2 separate regions of the Mus musculus genome follow, and region 2 is linked to region 1. A link is a contact called in public Hi-C data. All regions are on one chromosome and are shown on one strand. Each heading gives the region's core, a stretch centred on a gene start, on an enhancer-like site or on the middle of the called end of the contact. The rest is flanking DNA. Distances are from core to core; before and after follow the strand shown. Region 1 overlaps Ebf1 (early B cell factor 1). Region 2 overlaps Ebf1 (early B cell factor 1).

What was found. Hi-C and Micro-C count contacts between places; a contact is called where the count stands out from the background.
Region 2: a contact with region 1 is called in a Hi-C map of the C2C12 cell line, with 3 times the contacts expected there. The contact joins two enhancer-like sites. A contact is called at or near these places in 2 of 39 promoter capture datasets (the 3T3-L1 cell line and the C10 cell line), 2 of 15 datasets of contacts at CTCF or cohesin (large pre-B cells and pro-B cells), 15 of 484 Hi-C or Micro-C datasets (the C10 cell line, the C2C12 cell line, DN3 thymocytes and 7 more), 1 of 115 datasets of contacts at active chromatin or transcription factors (heart atrium) and 3 of 9 other capture datasets (adipose tissue, liver and pancreatic islet).

What each region holds. Positions count from the first base shown.
Region 1 is chr11:44,909,441-44,913,635 of GRCm38.p6, reverse strand. All of the region lies in intron 9 of Ebf1 (early B cell factor 1), which reads right to left. Among named protein-coding and RNA genes, the nearest start is that of Gm51859, 180 kb to the left of the region's middle. Within about 2 kb of position 2,140, at least 11 of the 459 cell types and tissues checked have an H3K27ac peak or open chromatin away from gene starts, as enhancers often do. A contact at or near this core is called in the C2C12 cell line, adipose tissue and pre-B cells, where this site is marked.
Region 2 is chr11:45,006,553-45,010,747 of GRCm38.p6, reverse strand. It overlaps Ebf1 (early B cell factor 1), which reads right to left. Exons shown (of 16, transcript NM_007897.3): 16 at 2,652-4,195. Among named protein-coding and RNA genes, the nearest start is that of Gm51859, 80 kb to the left of the region's middle. Within about 2 kb of position 2,452, at least 28 of the 459 cell types and tissues checked have an H3K27ac peak or open chromatin away from gene starts, as enhancers often do. A contact at or near this core is called in the C2C12 cell line, adipose tissue and pre-B cells, where this site is marked.

The DNA of each region.
Region 1 (4,195 bases), core at 891-3,390:
CTAATTGGTTCATATAGCTCTGGAGTGTTGGCTTCTCCATTCTGAGCCGAGGGTATCACCAATCTTTAAGTAGAGCTGTCCTACAAAATCACATGGCGTCTAACACCAAGTGCACACTGACTAAAACCAGATGCAGCGTATGAGAGAAAGTCTGTTCAAAGCCTTGTAGCATTAAAGAACTATGGCCCAGAGCATTCCAGGTCTAATCTGGATAATACTCTGCAAATATTTCAGGCGATTTTTCTCACGTCTCTCCATCCCTCATCACTCTCACCATTGAATTTCCTAACTTGACTTCATTATCATAAAATCAAAATGCATGTCACCCATAGATAATATCTCTCCTGTAAGGTGATCACTAAGGAGAATGGCTCTGTAGTTACAGAAGCTTGAGACCTGTTGACATACTAAGGACTCCGGGTTTGATGGGGTCTCAACAGTTATCCACGGATAAGTTGAATGCTTCACTTAATATTGACTAATGTTAATGGGGTCAAAAGAGTTTCATTCTCTCATCTGGCATGGGGCATCTATTAATATCTGTAGAAGCTGGCATTCCAGGTAGCTACCTGGAAGATTTTGGAAGATACCTTGGTATATACTTCTTGTTTGGTGCAAATACTAGAGACTGAGGAGAGAGAGAGAGAGAGAGAGAGAGAGAGAGAGAGAGAGAGAGAGAGAGAGAAGGAACTAACTGGATATGCATCAATAGGAAGATTCAATGTTGGAGCTAATTAAACTGTTTCTATGATGTTCTAAGAATTAGTTTGCAAATGGGCATGGCGTATGTGTACTGCTGGGTGTGGTTGGAAGGGAAGAAAAGAAAAGAAGAGAAGAGGAGAGGAGAGGAGAGGAGAGGAGAGGAGAGGAGAGGAGAGGAGAGAAGAGAAGAGAAGAGAAGAGAAGAGAAGAGAAGAGAAGAGAAGAGAAGAGAAGAGAAGAGAAGAGAAGAGAAGAGAAGAGAAGAGAAGAGAAGAGAAGAGAAAAGTTTCTCCTGCCTGTGACTCTGTCCACTTTTGGCTCTAGTGGCGTTGTTCTGGGGAGAATGCTCAAGAGAAAAGGAATCGTGCTACAACTGGCTTTTAAAAAGATGCAGTGTAGAATCTTCCTTTCCCAATGGGGAAACTGAAGCCCAGTCACCAACACTGAATAAATCCCTGTTTTCTAAGCAATAAGACAAGAGTTACTGCCCAGTTTTGACTCTTTTTGCCCAAGATTAACCCCTATAAATCTACACTATTGCTTGGAATATAGTATGCCCCACCCCAACTCCCAACCCCCACCCTCACCACTGCCCACCAATCCTAAGGTTACACTCAAAACAAAACAAACAAACAAAATAGGCCAATTAAGTACCTTAGAGTGCCTCCTCCTTGTTATTTCTGTGATTGAATAAAAGGATCGTGACAGCCTAAAATATCCACCACAGAACCATCCAAATATAACTGGGACTTGATTAGTTTTCGAACCATCTCCTTCTTATGCCTCTGTCCCCTCTGTCTTCTAGAACCTTGCCATGAATTGTAAGCCACAAATTTAATACTAGATTATATAAATGTTATGCAACTCTCTAATTTGTTTCATGGGAGCAAGTTGTCTTTCCAAGTAAAACACCAGATCCCACAAAGCCTGACTTTAATTGCCTGTGGTACCTCTCCCAGTGTTAAGACAACCGGCAGGCAAGCCAACTGCTACTCATTGTTTCAGAATTGAAGGAATTCAGAAGAGATACTGAAAAGATGGTGATCTGTAGAGAACAGTAGCACAGGCCCCTCCCTGCTCCACAGCCCTGTGAGTGGTAAAGTAAAAGCATCAAGCCCATTTCTGGTCAAGTTAAAAAAAAAGACTCACCCCCATATTCAACATTAGCTCTCATCAACCCTGGTGGTTTTCCTCAATTTAGACATAAAACACTACAATGCATTTTCTTCTAAGTAATTGGGAGTAGGGAAGAAGATCTTAAGAATACCAGTAAAATAATCGCGTGAAAGGGAGGACAGGGAAAAGGGCAAGAAACAATAAAAAAGAAAAGAACAAAAGGATGGAAAATGTAATCAGGAGAGTCCTGTGTGGCACACGGGAGGCACCCACAGAGTGCCACCTCTCTCTCTCTCTCTCTCTCTCTCTCTCCCAACCCTCAAGGGACAGCAGGGAGCCAAGCTAAACTACTCATTTGCAAAAGATGATGTGGTTGGGGGGGAGAGTACTGTGAGGGTAAATTACTCTGGTCCTATTTTCTCTGCCTCTTTCTTTCTTTCCTTCCTTCTTTTTTTTTAAATTCTTCAGCTAAAAAAAGACTGTGCATAATAGCATCAACTGCTAATCTACATCACTATCTGCTTGTCCTGGCTCACCTGCCTCGGTTCTCCATCCAGGCTATTGAGCCAGGGAAATGGAGAAAAAGATTTTTTAAAAAATCTACTTCAGATGATATGAACTGGATTTTACGGATAGCATGCCCATCAATCATATGGTTAGGAATTAAGACATTGGATAAGCAGGGACCCATTTCAAGGGAAGAAGCCAAAGCTGGTTAGTTGTCTTACTCCTTGGCTACAGCATGGGTCTTTGCTTTGAAAAGGATAAATTCTCCATAGAAGTTAATGACTCCAAACAGAGCACACACATCTAGAAAGCAAAGAATCTCCCTCTTACATCTTTGAGTGTACATGTCACTTCTATAAGACTGGCAAAGGTTACAGTACTGATAGGGACACCCTCAACACAAAGCAGTGCTGGCAAGGGGTGGGGGGGACACAACTCTTGGAAGATAAGATCTTCAGATGAGGACCATGGTCCAGGTTAAAGCAAAAATCGTTGTGAGGTTGACCTCCACAAGTAAACCTGAGAGTTTCTGTGTGAACCTGAGAATTCCCTTCCTTAGCACTGAAAAACTTAGTAGCAGGCCAACTTACTAGCTGTTCCCTAAGCTCCAGCTCCTGTCCCTGAAAGAGAACAGCCATCCCCAGGCTTGCATGACAGCCATCACAAACACCTGACATGCTGCCTGGCTGGAAGTAGGGGCTCAAAGAATGCCAGCTACTTAAAGTGCATTTTCCTAGAGCTCTTTTCATAGATCTTACACTATTGAGCTCTGATCCTATCCAAACCAAGCCCTGACAAAATGGCTTTGAACTTGACTGATGAGTTATTTTGCCCCATCAAAACCAAAAGATGGCCACATGATTTCATGTTTGCTTCATTATCTTTTGTTTAAATTTTATGATTATCTGTCATCATCACCTCTACCCTGGCTCTCACTACGACTCTCTGCTTTGGCTTATTCTGTACCTTTTCCCCTTGCATGTCCACTCTCTTTGATTGTTCCCTCACCTAGATTGCATTTGTTCTTGGTAACAGAACATCTACTCCTTAAAGATTACACTGTATGGATCAGATCTGATGCCTTGCACTATCTGGCTATGTGAACTTGTTAATTCTACAAGGATATCTGCTAAGTTCTCCTAGAGAGTGCAATATGAGTTTTTACCAAGACAGAACTCCTAACTTAAGACATAGCTCCCAAGGATACTTCAAAGGAGAAGAGCAAAGAACCAGCAGATGCCCTGATGCTGTCTTCCTGTAGGCCACCTTGCCTGAGCAATGTGAAGCAGGACTCAGGTACCCACTTGGCAGTGGCAGTAGGGATCAAGGGAGGGAAGAGAATAGATGCTCTGCTTCTGTGGATGCTCCTTTTCATGTGTTCTATTAAGTTCATTATGTGGAGACAGATCTTTTGAAGCAATCTGCTTAGCCTAGATTAGATGCTAACCTAAGGTAGAGAGAGTCTCCTTGGGCATCTTCAGGATGCCTTGAATCAACTGCCTTTTGTCAAGCCCATGACACTTGATGCCCGTTCTGATTCCTACCCCAGTCCTTGTTTGATTTTCATGACACACACATCAAGGAAGCACCTTGAGTTTATTCTTTCCCATTCCTATCTTTCTTGATAAACCATAAAAAAAAGTGATGGAAATATTGAAGGTGTGGCTCTCAAAACCTAGAAAAGCCTGATCTTGTACAGGGCCACTGTTCCCATAAGGCTGAGGACACCAGCAGGCAACAAAATAAACCGTGGAGATGATCCTTCTCATGTGGTCCCTGATGCTTCCAGGGGAAAATGGAGTACAGTTGGCAAGGACAGGTTTAGTACACTTTTCTATCCCAGCATGTTCTAGCTTAGATAACAGTTAGT
Region 2 (4,195 bases), core at 1,203-3,702, 97 kb before region 1:
GTAGGTTTTTTAGTGTGGGTTTGTGTCTTGAGCAGCCTCTGATGCCTGCAGCCAGCAGGGTTCCACAAGAACCTGATCCCACTTTCCCAAACCCCTATGGCCGGTAATTTCAATCCTTGGTTTATCTCATAGTGAAGTCTCAAGGTATTGATCATAGTTGGCTATTATACCATAAGGACTGCTCAAGTGACACCTTCAGTAACTTGGACTTTTTGCCAGAAATCCCAAAATGACACTTTAAAGGGACAAGAATGTAGATATATATATGGTTTATGAGTATCACTTGCATGTATATATGGACACCCCATATGCTTATGTGCAGTGCAAGAGGAGGCCAGAAGAGGGAACTGAATCCGTGTTAAATACGATTATGATCCATCATGTAAGTGCTAGGAACTTAATCTGGGTCCTCTACAAGAGCAGCCAGTACTCGTAAGTACTAAGCCATCTCTCAAGCCACTAACACTTATGGTTTTGAATCATTGCTTCTAAATTGGATTTCAACATTTATAAAGTGAAACATCATCAACTCCAAATGCTGGAGAAAAGAAATCTACCAAGTCCTAAAGTGACCAAAGGATGTGAAGACCATACATTCTGGTGAGGGCAAATTGTCTGGAGCAACTCTGGCCATATGTTCACTTCAGATGCAGCATGTGATTGCTGGTGGCTGTATCCAGCCCCTGCCTCCCCTTCACTCCCTCCCTTCTCCCATCCCTCCCTCCTTTTCTCTCTCATGGATAAATTCTTTCTGTCTCTCTCTGTCTATCTATGTGTGTCTCTCTGTCTCTCCTTCTCTCTGCCTGTCAGCTTAACCCCAAGGAATTTTGCCAGATTTAAATACACCACCGCCTTTGTGAACATTCAGGGACCGTGAGTTTGTGAGTTTGTCAGAGGCTCTGCGTGAAGGCACCTCAGCTGATTGGCTCCTTAGCATCTAACACACCAAACCCATGCTAGGTGCCCAGAATATGCTGTGAATTGGAGTCGTTGTGCCCCACAAAGTCACTGTGGGCATCTGTGCACTCCACTCACACAGTCTCTCTGCTCTTGGGTGCCCTTCATCTTACTTCAAGTTCAGTCATCACACTGTCAGCCATTCTGCCTCGGCTGCTCACTCTTTCTGCCTCAGCTCAACTACTACTTTCTCTAGAAGACTTTTCCAGAAAGTCCTTAGATTATGTCAGACCTCACGATGTTATACCTTCAAAGCATTCTTGACTCGGACCTCAATACCCTCGTTAGATGTTATGTGTGTTGTGGGTTTATGTCAATTTTTCTATTGTAAGCGCCAAGAGTGGGAACAATGCCAGTGTTCTTACGAATGGGTCCACTACTCCTCATCAAGGGTCATAGGCATGCCAAATGCTTGAGGTTTAAGGGAACAAATGAATGAATGAGTGAATGAATGAATGAATGAATGAATGCTGTCAAGAGGTAGGCCTTACGGAGTTCTAAGCCAATTCAGAGTGTGGTTATCTGTTTTTATTCTGTGGAGCTCTGGCATATGTCTGCCTCTTGCAGTTTAAGCATCATAGACATGGATGACGTGGAAGCGGGTTGTCTTGTCTGGCACCACATGCATCCTGAAGTCATCCTGAACCTTTTGCTCAGTGTTTCTCCTCTGCAACTGATACAGAATTGAAAAAATAGGGGATGGCCAAGCTGATCAGGTAGGAGTCTCCATGGAGACAGGACAGCAGCTTCTGTATGTTCTGGCTTACATGGGGTGGCCTTTCATGACCTTACCTTGGGCTGTATTTCAGGGTAGTGCCATAGCAGTGCCTCCCACAAATGAATGTGCTGGTGGTTATGGGACACCCTCTTAGGTCTGGCCATGGAGTTTCTGTTGGTCGAGGCATTTTGTAAGCGCCATTAACCTCATCGTGTCCAGTCATTGCAAAATTAGTGAAGACATGGAACGTACAATGGAAAGATGTATCCTTAAATGACCCGGTCCCAGATGTGTGTATATCTTCTGTGGACCTATGAAGTTTGCACAACGACTGAGTGCCTGTAACTTTCAATTCCAGACAGATGTGGTTTTGTCAACCAGGAAAAAGAAAAAAAAAACTATTATCCACACAAAGTTTATATATATATATATATACATATATATATATACATATATATATATATATATATATATATATATATATATATATATATATATATATATGTTCTCTAGTCACACGTCTCATCAGCAAGCCAGGGCACATAATTAATTGACCAGGAGGCACACTGGGATTAATTAGCAGTTGCATAGGAAGAGTTTAGCTCAGCCTTCCAGGGCAGAGGATGGTGTTCTAGAATGACCAGTTCCTGGATTCCCAATTCAGCCCCTATCATGGGGGGAATCTCACTGTTCACTGACAATAGGACTGGGGGCTCTTGCCACCAATGTGGGCCAGCACGTGCACACCTGGCTCATGCCAGCAGAGGGCAGCAGTACGCTGTGCGTGTTCAATTTGCATTCCAAATTAGCAGATCCCGGTGGGACCTACAAAGAAAGGAAGTGGGTGCCCCAGGCCTAGGCTAATTCTCTCTGGGTGTTAACACTGGCCCGAATAATAGCAAACCCGGGCCTTTTGCAGTCCATTGAGTGTTGCTCTTCTCTTCTGCCATAGAGAAATGAACACGCCACTAGGAGCTGCTATCACAGACAGGAAGTAACTTTAATTAAATATCGTGAACGTTGAAAAGTTTTTTACAGTTTGAATTTTTGAAAAAAAAAAAGGAGAAGAAAAGAAAAGAAAGAAAGAAATAAAAAAGAATGAAATATAACAATCTCTACAGTAGTTGAGTGCTCTAACAATTGGATTGTACAGTGTGTGTCTATTGAAAACGTTTGAAAAGAAGGTGAAAGATTTGCAGAATGAGTTCATGGAGCTGCATCCTACATTGTGAGGCCGGGCATGGCGTGGACATATCCAGTCATCCAGAGGCAGGGCTCTTCCCCCAAAACGGAAATCTGAATTGAATTCTCTACTCCATCTTCTTTTTAAAAGCCATATTCTGTATTTAGGGGGCTATATCTTAAAGGGACTTAAAAACAAGATTTTGTGTAGAAGAAAGTGGTTCCTAAAACCAAACTACTTCTCCATCGGCTAATCAAACAGAAGTAACAAAACACAATTGATACACATTTTCTTTTTAAAGGCTCTTTGGGCTTTCCAGTAAAGTTCTCATCACGTCACAGCACGTGGCTAACAGATTGGTGGCGTCTTTTGTCAGGGTCTGAGCCGGACACCTCACCGGCTTGCTGCTCGTTCCTTTGCAGACAGTTGTCTGGCTCACCAGACAAAATATGGCTTTAGACGTTAGACATCTTGAGGCCAGCGCTTACCACACGAATTCAGACAACCTTTCTGAGTACGGAGAAGCAATGCTAAACCTTGCTTATATTTTTTTCCAGTTTCTTTTTATTTTTATTATTATTATTATTATCATCAGTTGTCATTATTATTATTTCTCACCATGAAAAATCAGCTTTCCTCCCTCCCCTCCCCTACCAACCCCCCCAACTTCCCTCCCCTCCCCTCCCCAACCCATAAAAATCCGCACTCTGACAGTCTAGTGAAAACCGTTGAAATCCATCCGGGCATGCACAGTCGCAGCTTTGTTAATGTTCTCTTGCTCTACTAGAAAAAGTAACATTGTCTTAAAGTAACAAAACAGTTCTTTTGTGCTTTTCGATTTCTCTCTTTTTTTTTCTTCTTTTTCTTTTTTTTTTTTCTTAGAATGTTAGTGATGGCTGACAGTTGGGGGGGGTGCACAGTACAATGTACAGGTGAAATGGATATGATTTGCATTGTTAAGGCATCCAATCTGCTGGTTTATATTTATGTGAAAGACAGAGAATATACAAGCAGACTTAAGAAAGAAAGTATGTTCATTGATCTCTATGAAGTTTCTCCCCCAAATTTAATGCACAAAATGCGTCACTCCAAAGGGAGAGATTCCATGCATATTACTAGAGTAAAACAGCGTTTTTGTATGCTTCCAAAGCAAAGGGTACATTATTTTTAAATCTACAGAACTAAATACTACAAGAATAATATGCTACTATTTTTTTGCCATATATTGGAAAAAACTTCTTAACTTACAAATAATACAAAAATAGACAATGGCTTTTGGGTGGAAATAAAAAAATGAAGCATGGTTTAAAACAATACTAAAAATACCTATAAATGAA